Regions from separate parts of the Mus musculus genome. Here region 1 is linked to region 2. A link is a contact called in public HiChIP or PLAC-seq data. All regions are on one chromosome and are shown on one strand. The core of a region is the stretch at or near the end of the contact, and the rest is flanking DNA. Distances in the headings are between cores, read along the strand shown. Region 1 overlaps Med13 (mediator complex subunit 13). Region 2 overlaps Tbx2 (T-box 2).

What was found. HiChIP or PLAC-seq counts read pairs in DNA pulled down with a chosen protein or histone mark.
Region 1: a FOXA1 HiChIP or PLAC-seq map of pancreatic cancer cells shows a contact between it and region 2. The contact joins two enhancer-like sites. A contact is called at or near these places in 2 of 39 promoter capture datasets (cranial neural crest and maxillary cranial neural crest) and 3 of 115 datasets of contacts at active chromatin or transcription factors (bone marrow-derived macrophages, pancreatic cancer cells and stem cell-derived neural progenitor cells).

The regions. Positions count from the first base shown.
Region 1 is chr11:86,319,600-86,325,802 of GRCm38.p6, forward strand. It overlaps Med13 (mediator complex subunit 13), which reads right to left. Exons shown (of 30, transcript NM_001080931.2): 9 at 1-432. Among named protein-coding and RNA genes, the nearest start is that of Med13, 35 kb to the right of the region's middle. Within about 2 kb of position 4,767, at least 28 of the 459 cell types and tissues checked have an H3K27ac peak or open chromatin away from gene starts, as enhancers often do. A contact at or near this core is called in pancreatic cancer cells, where this site is marked.
Region 2 is chr11:85,839,085-85,846,176 of GRCm38.p6, forward strand. Tbx2 (T-box 2) reads left to right here. Exons shown (of 7, transcript NM_009324.2): 7 at 1,484-2,864. The coding sequence ends at 1,930. Among named protein-coding and RNA genes, the nearest start is that of Tbx2, 10 kb to the left of the region's middle. Within about 2 kb of position 5,482, at least 171 of the 459 cell types and tissues checked have an H3K27ac peak or open chromatin away from gene starts, as enhancers often do. A contact at or near this core is called in pancreatic cancer cells, where this site is marked.

The DNA of each region.
Region 1 (6,203 bases), core at 3,517-6,016, 480 kb after region 2:
GTAGGAACCAAGGGATCCGGTGTTGGCATTTGATAAAAATGTTGACTCTGCGGAGTTGAAGGTGTTTTAGTCACTCCTTCATCAACCACATCACAAGGATGAGGACTAAGTGGGGGAGGCTGAGGTGAATTTGCCAGTTCAGTGCCATGCATCTGAGGAGTCTTTGCTACATCATTAGTTCGGATGTTTGAAAACCTCACTTGACTATCTGCAGCAGAGATCACAAGTCTTTGGCTGGCTGAATCTGTGTCCATGCCAATCTCATCACTAACTGATACACGATGGTGAAAGGGAGTCAAGGGGCGCTTCTGTGGCTTCTCACTCTTGTCTTGCTTCTCATTGGTCTTGTGCTTAGGAAGTACTTGCTGTTGCTGCCCTAAAGATGGTGCCTGTCCTTGTTGCCCAGTATTTCTTGTCTTGAGACTTTTATGCCTGAAAAGTTAAAAAAAAAAAATTTAGGTTATTTATGTTAATATACAACTATTAGACAAAATATATAAAGTAAGATTTTGAGACAGTAAGGTCATTGGTTTTTCATATGCAACTCTAAAAATATGATGATTTGAATTTACAAATCGCTTGTACAGAACAATTCATAAAGCCCATGTGCAGAACAGGAGAGATGGTGTGATGGTTAAGGAGCACTGGCTCTTGCAAAGGACTCTGGTTCAATTCACAGCACTCATGTGGTAACTCACAACCATATTTAACTACAGTTCCAAGGAACCTTCTTCTAACCTCTTCAGGCACCAGGCATACATATGGTACACATACATATATGCAGACAAAACACTCATGCACATATTGTCTTCTAAAAGAATTTTAAATCAACTCACATTCACTTAATAGCTCTGGGATCAAATAGCTAGCTAACTTACATCATCTTACTATCTTGGCTTCTCGATGAATCTAGTTAAGATAAAAAGTATAAGGAAATTTGAAATTTCTTCATTTGTAAATATACCTGGTTTTTCAGACTTAGTAACTATTAAGAATGGCTTGCCCAAGCTTAGTCATTAATTACAATACTATAGTAACTGATTAGTCTAAAAGGTGCTAGAATTGACTGACAGATGGGTCTACCTAGGTTCTCCCAGTATTTGGCACTGCAGGAGAAATCACTTAACTAGAAAAGGAAAAGAAATGCTTAAAACAACCTGTTCTTCATCCATGAAGGATTTCTGAACTGAAGGACTTAAACCATATCTTAAAATCTAATAATTTTGTTAGGGCTAAGATATATATGTATTTTCAAATTTCTTTTTACACAAAGAAATTACTTCATAAAGAGTTGAATATGAAATTTTAAATTCAGTAGTATATTTTCTTTAATTCTGGGAGCCTTGTTAGCTAAATCAAATCTACAACAGAACATTAGCACAGGCTAACCACTTGAGTCAATTCTGAAAAGCCACAGGGAAGGCAAGAATCAATTCCTACAGGCTGTCTTCAGATCTCCACATTCTCACTGCTGCGTGTGCATGCCCACCCCCAATACACAAGTGTAATAAATCAAAACGGTTTTTAAAAATGGCAACCAGTTTTATTTCCACAGAAGTTTCTGATAAAGAACACTCTGAATAGTTCTTTCACACAAGGTCTGGGACATCTCACTGGATACTATCAAAGGAAACATGACCAATATCCGAAGGACACAGAAAAACCAAATTCACCATTACCCAAACAGCAAAATCAAAGACAATGTACGAAAATCATAGACCAATATTCTTCAAGAACAGAAGTGCACATCATTCACAGAAGCAAAAAATTAACATAATTAGGAACAAGTCAACCCAGCAAAGTATAAAACATTCATCATAAAGCAAATGGGGTTTATCCTAGCTAAAAATTTAAGGTATGGCAATAGAAAAGAAATGAAAATAAATCAGTATTATTCTTTACATTAACAGAGTAAATGAGAAAACAAAGGAACTATTACTAATAACCAAGTAATATGCACTATTGCTTAATATTTAAATAAAAAGTTATCCAACACAGCAAGGCAAGAAAAGAAATAAAAGATCTTAGGCTGGAGAGATGGCTCAGTGGTTGAGACCTCCTTCACCTTTATTAGGTAGCTCAGAATTGCCTGGAACTCTTCTAGCTCCAGGGAATCCTAGGCCTCCGCCCTCCTCAGGTACCCACACTAATGGGCACATACACTCAAGACACATAATTAAAAATAATAAAAATAAATCTTTTAGAAAAAAAAAGAAATCAAAGATCTCAAGAGAACAAAACTGTATTTGTAGTTGATAGAAACTTCAGTGCAAAGGTCAAAGTATCAACTTGTAGTCAAAGTTAAACTTTTTTTTTTTTTGAGATAGGGTCTCTATGCAGCCATGGCTGTCAGTCCTGGAACTGTCTGTACACCAGGGTGGCCTCCAAGTACTGGGGTTAAAGGCATGGGCCACTACAACTAGTTAAAAATATTAAACATTCTTAGAAGAAGGGTAACCAGACCCCATGTCTCTTCTCATGTGGCATATTACAAAACCATCGTCTATGAAGTACTCTTGCCAAAAATGCTGACTCTAAGACAAGTTTCTACTACAATAATAAAAATGTCCTGTATTGTGCTGGAGAGATGGCTCAGTGGTTAAGAGCAACTATCTGTAATTCCAGTTCCAGGGAAACCAACACCCTTACACAGATATACATGCAGGCAGAATACCAATGTGCATAAAATAAAAATAAATAATTTTTTTTAAAAATGCCTTGTATGTGGCTCCAAGAACATGACCTAGATGCTGAAAAATAGGGTTCAGTAATTAACAGCATATACTACTGTACCATAGGACTCAAGAACAAACATAGAATGCCAAACCTCTATGGCAGCCTAATTAAGAGAAGATAAAGATAGGTAAAAGTAACACAGACACCTCCAAAAGAAACAATAGAATAATTTAGCATAAAAATAATGACAGTATCATTCATCTCTTAGTTACTCAAATACTTGCCTGTTGTAGAGATTAAAACTTTTAATTTAAAAGATTTTTTGAGACAGGATTTCTTGCCTGGTGACATTATAAATATGTGGCATCACACCCAGTTAAAATGATTTTCATAGCAGAACATTATTGCCTTTCCCATTATACTGACACAGTGATGGAACAAGACCAGCAGCAGTCAGACCCTTGAACAGTACCAAATGTGCTAGCGGTGAGAGCGCTTGTCTTCGCTACCAGATACACAGGCATTTCTTGATTTGTGTTTTCTGAGTTTTATGATGTACAGAGGTTTGAACCCAGAGCTGGTACAGTATGCTAGATATGCACTCTATCAATTTAGGATATGTTTAAAGCCAATTTTACTTTAAACTCAGTTTTTCTCTTTTTTTTTTCCTACAAAAACCGAGGGGAGGATCACATTTTATTAAACTTCAGCGGCTTTATATACTTGGACTGCTTTCCATTTTCTGTATGAAGAAATGGGTCCATATGCAGCCTCTCTGCTACACAATTAAGGTTAATGATTGCTTTGAGGAAAATTACTTACATTGTTACTTGAGGTCAAAGCTAAACTAGCTGTTTTTTTCTTCATGGAATAACACTTTTATTTGAAAAACAAATCACTGAGTTGACTATGGTGGCACTGAATACCACAACCCAGAACTTGGAGAATATGGCAGAATAACCATCAGCATGAGGCCAGCCACCAGCTTCATGAGATCTAGACTAACCTGTGGCCATTTAACAAAATCTTGTCACATGCAAAATAGGAAAATAATCTTTGATAAACCATAATTATCCATTTTTTCATTATTTGATAAAATTGCTTAATAAGGTTCTTTTAAAACACAGCGAGTTTGCCATTTTAATTAAGAACAACTGATAAATTTGAGCTTTTGAGTAACATTTAAAAATTTGGAAAGTTACATTAGGCCACTGGTGACATAAATACATTTTTTATTATTAAATATAACAAAATATTCCAACATTTAAATTTGCATAACTCAGCCAACCACTGTCTTCCAAATGACGAATACTTGATGATATAAAATCCTATTATGTAAAACATCATTCCAATCATTAATGGAATCAGTTTTATTAAAGTAGCTTTAGCTTCTACACTACACTGACTTAGGGCATGGTGATGGGCACCTTTAATCCCAGGGCTTGAGAGGAGGCAGAGGTCAGTGGATCTCTGTGAATTCAAGGCCAGCCTGGTGTGTGAAACAAGCTCCAGGAGAGCCAGGGCTACACAGAGACCCTATCTCACACACATCCCAAAAAATAAAAAATTCAATCAAAATAGAATCTAAATAATTTATCTTTCAAAAAAAGTTTATGGAAATAATTAATAAAGCTTAGTAATTCATTAAGATCACTTAATGTCCTTGCAAAGGACCAAGGTTCAATTTTCAAGTGCTCATAGGGCACTCCTAGTTTGGAATTCCAGTTTCAGTGATACCAGATACCCTCTTCTGACCTCTACTGGTACCAGGTACATGCATGGTACAAACACACATGCAGGCAAAACACTCACAACACATAAATTAATTAATCTAACTTTTAAAAAAAATACTTTGTTCATGTAGATGTATATTAGGTTTCCTGATTTTTTTCTAATGAAGCAGTGGTTTAAAATGTATCTAAAGTGAATTATTTTTTTATTAAGTAGTACTTTAAAATGTATCTAAAGTTAGGCTCACATAAATAAAACCACTTTGGAGTTCATTTATTGTTTCTCTAGGAGCTGGAGATCAAACCATCTCTTCTCCATGCCAGGCAAATATTCTACCAATGAGTCACATCCTTAAGCTCTAGCAGTAGTAACGCTTAAGTATAAATGAGAACTGACATAAATTTTGAGAATCTACTTCCTACAAGGCAATAATAGTGATATCCAAGCGGGGTGTGGTGGCACATGCCTTTAATTCCAGTACTCAGGAGGCAGGCGTCCAAGTTCAGGGCCAGCTTTCAGGGCCAGCTTGGTCTACAGAGCATTCCAAGACAGGAACTACATAGAGAAAACCTTGGAGGACATGGGGGACGGGGGTGGGGGTAGGGAGAACAGGATCTCCATTGACGAAGTGAAATACATGGCTATACTTTATGTATATGAAACAGGAACAGTAAACAGCCGTATTTCTTTACTTTGTTATGTGAATAAGAAACTACAGGCTGGAGAGATGGCTCAATGGTTAAGAGCACTGATTGTTCTTCCAAAGGTCCTGAGTTTAATTCCCAGCAACCACATGGTGGTTCACAACCATCTGCAATGTGATCCAATGCCTTCTTCTGGTGTGTCTGAAGATAACTACAATGTACGCATATACATAAAATAAATAAATGAATCTTTGAAAAAAAAAGAAAGAAAGAAACTACTAATTAGGACTTACAAATATTACTAGAAGTAGCTCTTTAAATTGTTGACATTAAAGTCCCCGTCCTATTGTTCTATATAGACCTTTCCAAAATGTAAGGCGTCTTTACAGAGAATTATTCTAACAATAATTCCATACTAAAAACAAGTGGGTAAGTCTTCCTAAAGGATGTGTCACCTTCATGGTATGACAAAGTGATCTCTTTCAGAGTTTTTCCTATTACTCTTACTAATCCCCCTTACCAACAAAAAGATGCAATTAAAAAATTTTCTCCTTGATAATAACAATTCTGAAGACAGTTTTCAGATCAGTACAAGCACAAGAAAACCCTTTATATGTAAAATATGATGCCTCAAATTTCTGAGTATGAAATGAGTAAATTCAAGTCACAAGAGTTTAAAAGTCACATTATCCTATTTTCTGACTTGTACATATCACTCTTAAATTTTTTAGAAAGAGAACTGAATTTTTGTAAGCAAATTATCACTTCCACTAGAGTATAGGTTTCAGCAAGAGGCTTGTTCATTCATGCATTCTGAGTCTAGGAAAGCTGTTGTCCTAAATTAAATATCAATAGATGTGTGTGTGCCAATCCACCAATCCACCAGCACAACAAATATAAAATATCCCAGAAATAATACTGGCTTTCTAATCTATGAGGAATAAATCACATACATATATATCATAATACACTAAACTATAGAAATACATGGAAAATCACATTTACTAATTTAGTATATGAAAATCTCTATAAACCTAGGAGGAATTTCTTTAAAATGTGAAAGTAAGTAACTTTCGAAGAGCAAACTTTTGTCTTAAGGCCAAGAATTGAAATGTTAATGTCATTCCTTAGCGTCTTCCTCTAAAATCACTT
Region 2 (7,092 bases), core at 4,232-6,731:
CAACCTCCTACTGAAATTCTAAATTCCCAGGGGAGAGTTTATGAAAATGTGGCCAGAGGCATAAGGAGATCGGATGCGCACAGCAACCTCTTTAGTTACTTGGGTGGAATATCCCCTGCGGAAAGATTTGGAATTCCTTCATTCGGTTTCTTCCCTCTGAGGTTTCTGGCAAATTGAACCCTTGAGATCATATCTTCAGGGAAGGAAAACAGGAGTTTAGATTTTTTTTTTTTTTTGAGAAAATGGCTTTGGTTCAGAAGTGAATATGTGTGTAAGGGGGAGTCTGAAATGAGTTTTGAACAGAGCTTATCATCTGGGTCTGTGCAATGCCTGTGATACACGAATCCCCATGACTCTGGGCTGGAGGGTTGAGCTGCAGCTCTGGCTTTCTGTGGATGTGAATGCCTCTTTCCCAATAAACCATAGTCATTACAGAGGACATGGGGAAGCCTGGGGCTTCTGGCCTGGCCAATAGGCAGAAATCCAGGGAAAGAGTACCCCAGAACTCATGAGAAATCAATTGGTATAATTGTTAGGTGATAAGGCCATAGTTGTATGTCAGGTAAAGCCAAATTTTGGGAAAGTTGACGTTTCCTCCCCTCCTTCCAACCTGAGGTGCCAGGTCTGAAGTGCACAGTGGGGCTTGCAAGCCTTTCTATTCCTACAGACTAAGCTGCTTCTTGGGCTCTCCCTGCTTGAACCAGGACTTGGGCTTCCTCTGTCTCTAGCACTGTTGGGGGTGGAGGGGTATCACCCATTCCACAGGCGCACACGCTAGAATATAAGCCATTATCTCAAAGGTCAGACCATAGCAATCGGGGCCTTATGAACTGAGTGTCCTGTGTCCAGGGTGTCCTGGCTGCTCTGCTATCCACCAGTAAAGCCTGCATTCCGTCCTCAGCTGCCACAGAAGCCCTGCCAGTTCTCTGTCAAACGTTCAGGCCAGTTTATGAACTGGTTGTCACTTGTGACTTGATCCCAGCTAAGGCAGGAGACCCCTGGGCAGGCGAGCAAGCAAGAGACTCGATCATCCTTTTTTCTAAGCCTGTGTTCTAAGCCACAACTCCGGCCTGCAAACAGAAGGCATGGAAGAACTACTGTCCTAAATGAGCAGGACCTCATATGATAGTCCCAGCTACTTGCTTGCCACCTGGCCCCAAGCCTGTCTTGGTTTTTCTCTCTAGGCCCATACTAGTTCAGCCAACTGCTGCTCGTTCCCTTATCCCTACCGAACCAAACAGCGCAGAGCAGGGAGACACCAGGCCTTTGCATCTCACCCTAGGTGATGGACACACTCGCTGGATTTGGCCCTGGCACGCTGGCTCATTTATCTCCTCATGTGAGCATGAGGTTTTATAGCTATGTGAATTCTGGCTTTATAGCCTAAAGGTGTAAGGCAAAGGTTATCTGCAGTATTCAGGCTACCACCTTTAAAGACACTTCGGACAGATGTCTAACCCTTCTTGCCTTCTGTTTCTTCCAGGGAATCCCAATGCCCACTTTCGGAGGCCTCTTTCCCTACCCGTACACTTACATGGCAGCAGCGGCCGCCGCCGCCTCCGCTTTACCCGCCACCAGCGCTGCAGCTGCCGCCGCCGCAGCCGCTGGTTCATTATCACGGAGCCCATTTCTGGGCAGTGCCCGGCCCCGTCTGCGCTTCAGTCCTTACCAGATCCCTGTCACCATCCCACCTAGCACTAGCCTCCTTACCACCGGGCTGGCGGCGGAGGGCTCCAAGGGCGGAAATAGCCGTGAGCCCAGTCCGCTGCCTGAGCTGGCTCTCCGAAAAGTGGGGGGCCCATCCCGCGGGGCCCTATCGCCCAGCGGCTCAGCCAAAGAGGCGGCCAGTGAACTGCAGAGCATCCAGAGACTGGTGAGTGGGCTAGAGAGCCAGCGAGCCCTCTCCCCCGGCCGGGAGTCGCCCAAGTGAGGGGCTGCTTGGCTGCTGCGCTGCCACACGAGCCTCCCGGGCTGGGCTCTCTGCCTCGGCTGTCTAGGACGTGTACAGCACAGAATGGGTATTTATTTAAATAAAGAAGCAAAAGCAGGCTTCAGCGGTCAGAATAGAGCCTCGCGTGGCAGGTCGGGGGTCTGGGGTCTAAACGAGGAGTCAGTCTATCCAGAACACAAGTCACTCTGGAATCCCTGGATTTGATGCAAATTTCTGTTCGAGAGTCAACTACCAGGGCACCTCCTTCTTTCAACACTGTGGGGGTGGCCTCCTTCCAGTGGTCCCATTGGAAGCCAGAAGGTGCATAGGGTAGAGGTGTTCCTTCGGAAAGCATCCCAGGATCTCTGGCCTTGGGCTTGAGTGTCATTGAGAAACTGGTGTGGAGGATGCTGGAGCCAGGGGAGCCTGAAGTCAGCGTAGACTTGAGCTAGGAGGAGTCATGTCCGCTTGGTCTTCCCACCTCTACCCCACAAAAGACAGGCGCCATTCCTATGTCCACTTCTGGATCAGCGGAGGAAGTTGCACTTCTTCTTTGAGTCCCCAGGGGGCAAAAGATATTTATGAAATAAATGGTAATTTGTGTAAATAAGCTTTAAGGTTCCCAGAGGATACAAATTCGTATTAATTTATTCGAAGGTGTACATTGCTGTGTACATATATTTAGAGATTAACTCATAGCATTTAATTTTTTTTTCATTTTACATGAGCATCTATATTGTACAGGGCCCCAGGATCCTTGGCTGCTGGGGAAGGGGAGGCACCGAACCCCAGGGAAGGCCCACCCTGCGGACCCCTCAGCCTCTGCACCCCGGTTTTGCCCGCCCGGCCCACGGGCCCCACCTCAGGTTTTCACTTTTTGCTCCAGAGGGAGAACGAAGCGAGAAAATAATAAAAACGCTATCATGCGATTTGACCCGCGCTGTGCGCTCTGTGGGCCGCGCGGGGCTGGGGCTCTGAAGAAGGGACTGAGGCGGGGACACGGGCGCCCCTTTCTGGCCCTCAGCTGCACCTCGGCGATGGCGGCCCGGCAGCCCGGCCTCGAGCAGATCCGCGAGGCTCCGAGGCGCCGACGTCGGCGCCCGGCTCAGGCCAGGCCTGGAGGCGCCACTCCGCTCCGCAGCCCCCGCGACCCAGGCCCGCGGCCCGGGCTCCCCCTGCTGGCCACTCTGTGTGACCGCAGCTCCTGCCACTCCCCGCACCTAGTCACAGGATTAACGCAAAACGCACAGAGTGGCCTGGACTCCCGACTCCCTTTCTAGGACACTGTGGACCTGCTCCTCACCCCTCCTTTCAACCTTCCTGGGTACATGATCTGGGAAACGGGGCCCTGCTCTCTTCTCTTTCTCCTTTCGTGTGTGTGTGTGTGTGTGTGTGTGTGTGTGTGTGTGTGTGTGTGTGTGTGTGTGTTGGGGAGGAGGTAGTGGCCAACTTTCTTCAGTACCACCAACTCCAGAATTCTGTCCCATCACTCTGCCTTCTGGAATCACTCGGTGCTTGGGGTGCTGGGAAAATCTGGCCTAAAAATCCCTCCTTACAGCTTGTTTATCTTCGATCCCCTCCTTGCATCAACTTGCTGGCGACTTTCAAGGGAGTCCCACTGTGTCCCACTGGCCCCATTGGGCTGGTGCTTCCCTAAGACCCCCTCTGTTAAGGAGAGCTCCCATCCACGCCGCTCCAGAAGGCCACAGCTAGTAACCTCATCCAGCTGGCAGGTGCCTCCGGGAGCTGATTACATGTCTCTGGATTTGTGGTCGTTGAGCACCCCGTCTTCATCCCTTTAAGTCCAGGAGGTTTTGACGTCCAACCCCAAAAGATTGCCTTGTTAGACATTGTGAACCTCTGGGGCGTGTATGACTTTCCACTCGCCCGGGGACATCAGCAATGATTTGAAGGGCAGAGTGAAGATGTAGGTAGACTTGAAAGTTTCAGGAACTCCTAATGCTCCGAACACCTTCCTGGGCTGACACACTTACAAGGAAAAAACTTTGTCCAACTCCTCTGAGACAGGGCTGCCTCAAGTTTCCCTGGGTAGAGAGTGTGGAGTGTGCGCGCGCGTGCGTGTGCGTGCCTGTGTGTAGATGGTCTCATCCCAACCGTAGGTGAGCTATGGCTCCCCTGTTCTGCTCCGCCTGGACTGATTAGGCAATGTGGTTCACGAACCAAGCAGGAACAAGGAAAGTCCCTCCCTACTTCGCATAGAGTCTCTCCCTATCTCTACGTTTATTTGAGGTCACTTTGGGTTGAAACTCCCCGTAAAAAATAAAAATAAAAAATCCCAAAGCAACGTGTGCACTGGCATCTTGCTGCCTCTCGCTTTCAACCAGGAAAGAATGCCGAGAGTTTGGCTGTGGGGCCCCCTCGGCCTGCGGACACCAGGGGGCAGCACACGCGGTGGTGGGCAGGGCCGCAGCAACTCGGGTCTGGTGTTATTTCCGAGCCTGCAGCGCGGCTTGGAGAATCCTCCCGCTCCCCTGCTTTCGGCCGTACACACCCCCCTCCCGGGATTGCCACTACAGTGCTCCGCTGGGCCCCAGCTGCAAGGCCAAGTGCGGCTTGGGGAATCCTGCAGCTGACGGGCTGGGCCTTGTCCCAGACAAAGGCCTGGCCACTCCCAGGCCCAATTAAGCCACCAGCCTTCCCAGCCTTCCAGTCTTCATTGTCTCTGGGGGTCGCCAATTAGCTCAAGCGCCCGTGTACCCGCTGCCTTAACCCTTCAGGACCTGCCCAACCAGGGCCATTGGATGGCAAATCCGTCAGCAGAGAGGAGTGTGTGAGCGATGGGTATCGAGGGGCTTCTGAGGTCTGTTAAGTGGGTGACCAAGGGGCCTCTGAGGTCTGTTAAGTGGGTGACCAAGGGGCCTCTGAGGTCTGTTAAGTGGGTGACCAAGCGTGTCGCCAAGAGACTCAATGGGGAGTGTGGGGTCTTAGAGAACTGTGCTGGTTTAGGACTGGGTGTGATAACACCCGAGAACTCGAAGATTCAGCATTTGGAGCCTTCGTGAGACCCCTAGCAGCGCAACTGAATAGATTCCGAGATGTTGGACACTGCATTTTCCACGCGGTTAATCCGAGGCTTCCGAACCCTCGAGCCATTTCTTCCTTCCAAACTTCCCGCTGCGGTGCAGAGCTTCTGAGCCTCGGCAGAAGGCCCTGTCCTCCTGGAGGGCGTTGAACCGGGTTCAGCCTCCCCAGCCCACTGTGGATTCACTGACGCGGGGAGGAGCACGCCGCGGCGCGACAGCGATCCCGTCCCGCCTGAGCTCGGGCCCCGCCCCGCCTGGGCTCTGGCCCCGCCCCCCGCTTCTCTAGGTGAAGGCCGCCGCGGAGGGAACGGTTTGGGAGAGATCAGAATTGCAACTCTGAGCCCTCCTTCCTACCTTGGGAGCGACCCTAAATCCAACTTCGTTTCCTTTTCCCATTCTCCTTCCGCCTCTCCGCCCTTGACCGAGAAGTTTGGAACACTCTCCCGGTAGGCTGAGTCCAGCCAACGATCAAGAGTCAGCGGGGAGAACGACCCCGTGCGTTGGAGGGGGCTGGGCGCTCCGGGTGATCTCAGGGCATTGTGTCGCGTCCTCTGGAGAGCAGACAAGTTACCCACCAGGGAAAGTGTTGGTGCCCGGATGACTGTTTTCCCCTCCGAGTTTCTTTTAGGCTCCCTTGGGGTGCGTGTCTGTCCATCGGGTTTGATGGGCTAAGGACCCCGAACTCACTTGGCTGCTCCGGACTCGGGAGCCTTCCCAGGTCCCAGGCCTCAGGAACTCCCCACGTTCCCACGAGATGGCGCTCCAGGACAGGGCCCGGTCAAGCAGCCGGCCAGCACTCCCTGCCAGAGCCCAAGGTGCAGTGAGTCCAGAGAAATGGGCACGGAGAGGGATCTCAGATCCACTGTAGGTCCAGGCCCAGGGACTTGAGTGGGCTGCCGACTGCGGGCACCGACGAGGGAGCTCAAAACTTAATGTGGGTTTTTCTCTTGGAGCTGCCCTGCAGTGCCAGCTCCTAGAAGCTATGGTCTTCGATGTGCCTGGCTGGACTCAGATTCTTCTTGGGACAGGGAAGGCGCTTGCCTCTGGCTTTCCTGGCCTCTTGGAAACACAGTCAGGGCTGGGATCTATGAGCACTGGAAAACACGCCTCTGGCCCTTTTGGAGTGTGAAGCTCCACTGAACCATGCAAGCTTGGGTGTAAGTGTTGGCTAAGACATTCCTCAGCTCCTACCTCCACCTCCTCAGCTCCTCAAGGTCACACGAAGAGACTGTTAGGTATGCACCAGGGACCAGTGCACTTGAGGACCAAGGGTTAAATCTTACAAGACAACCAAAGGTCTTGAGGAGGCTTTGGGTCTTCAGTAGTTCCCGAAGATGCTAAGTAAGAAGGACTCAGAAGTGAGCCACCAGAGTTTGAGTCAGGTTTGAGTCGGATGCTCGTGGGTAAAGAGGGGAAACCTGATCACTAACAAATGGCACACTCAGAGTGGGGAAAATTTGGGGGAGCTAAGTACCAAAGATGCCAGCAGCTCGACAAACGGGCAGAATAAGTCTACATACGCTTTTTAAGAGCACACGGATAGAAACCTGCCCAGTTCCCATCAGTCTTGCATCTCTTCCTTAGCCAGCAACTTGTTGCCTCCCCCCAGCCAGAGTCTCGGCACCTTCAAGGCATACCAGAGGATAGGATGAGACCTTTGGTAATCTAACAGTCACTTGATGCCCATCTATTGCAAAGCAGATGTTCAGTAGGAAAACTGAATGAGAAGTTCAAAGCCAACCTTTGCCTCTAGCCATGAGATCCTGAACAGTACGACTCTCTTTTCTGAGCTCCAGGATCCCGGTTGGCAAAGTAAATGGTGTGGACCAAACCCAAAGTGATATGTGAGAGACTAGTTGAAACGTTCCCCTCCCCGACATCAAAGGCTCCTGAACAAGGACCTAACCCTTGAGGAACCTGGGCCTGAGACATAGGCAGAGCCACTCACAGACCTTGGGAACTTTGACTGTTGCTAAGCTTCTTGGACTGGGGTCAGGATTGGTGGCCTGGATGAATTCCCGATTAGGAAATAGCATTCCAGGTTCTGAAACCCTCGGGGAACCAGCTGGCTCCAGCTGCCTCCAGTCCCTGTGGGATGTGGCTGTCACAGTTCAACCT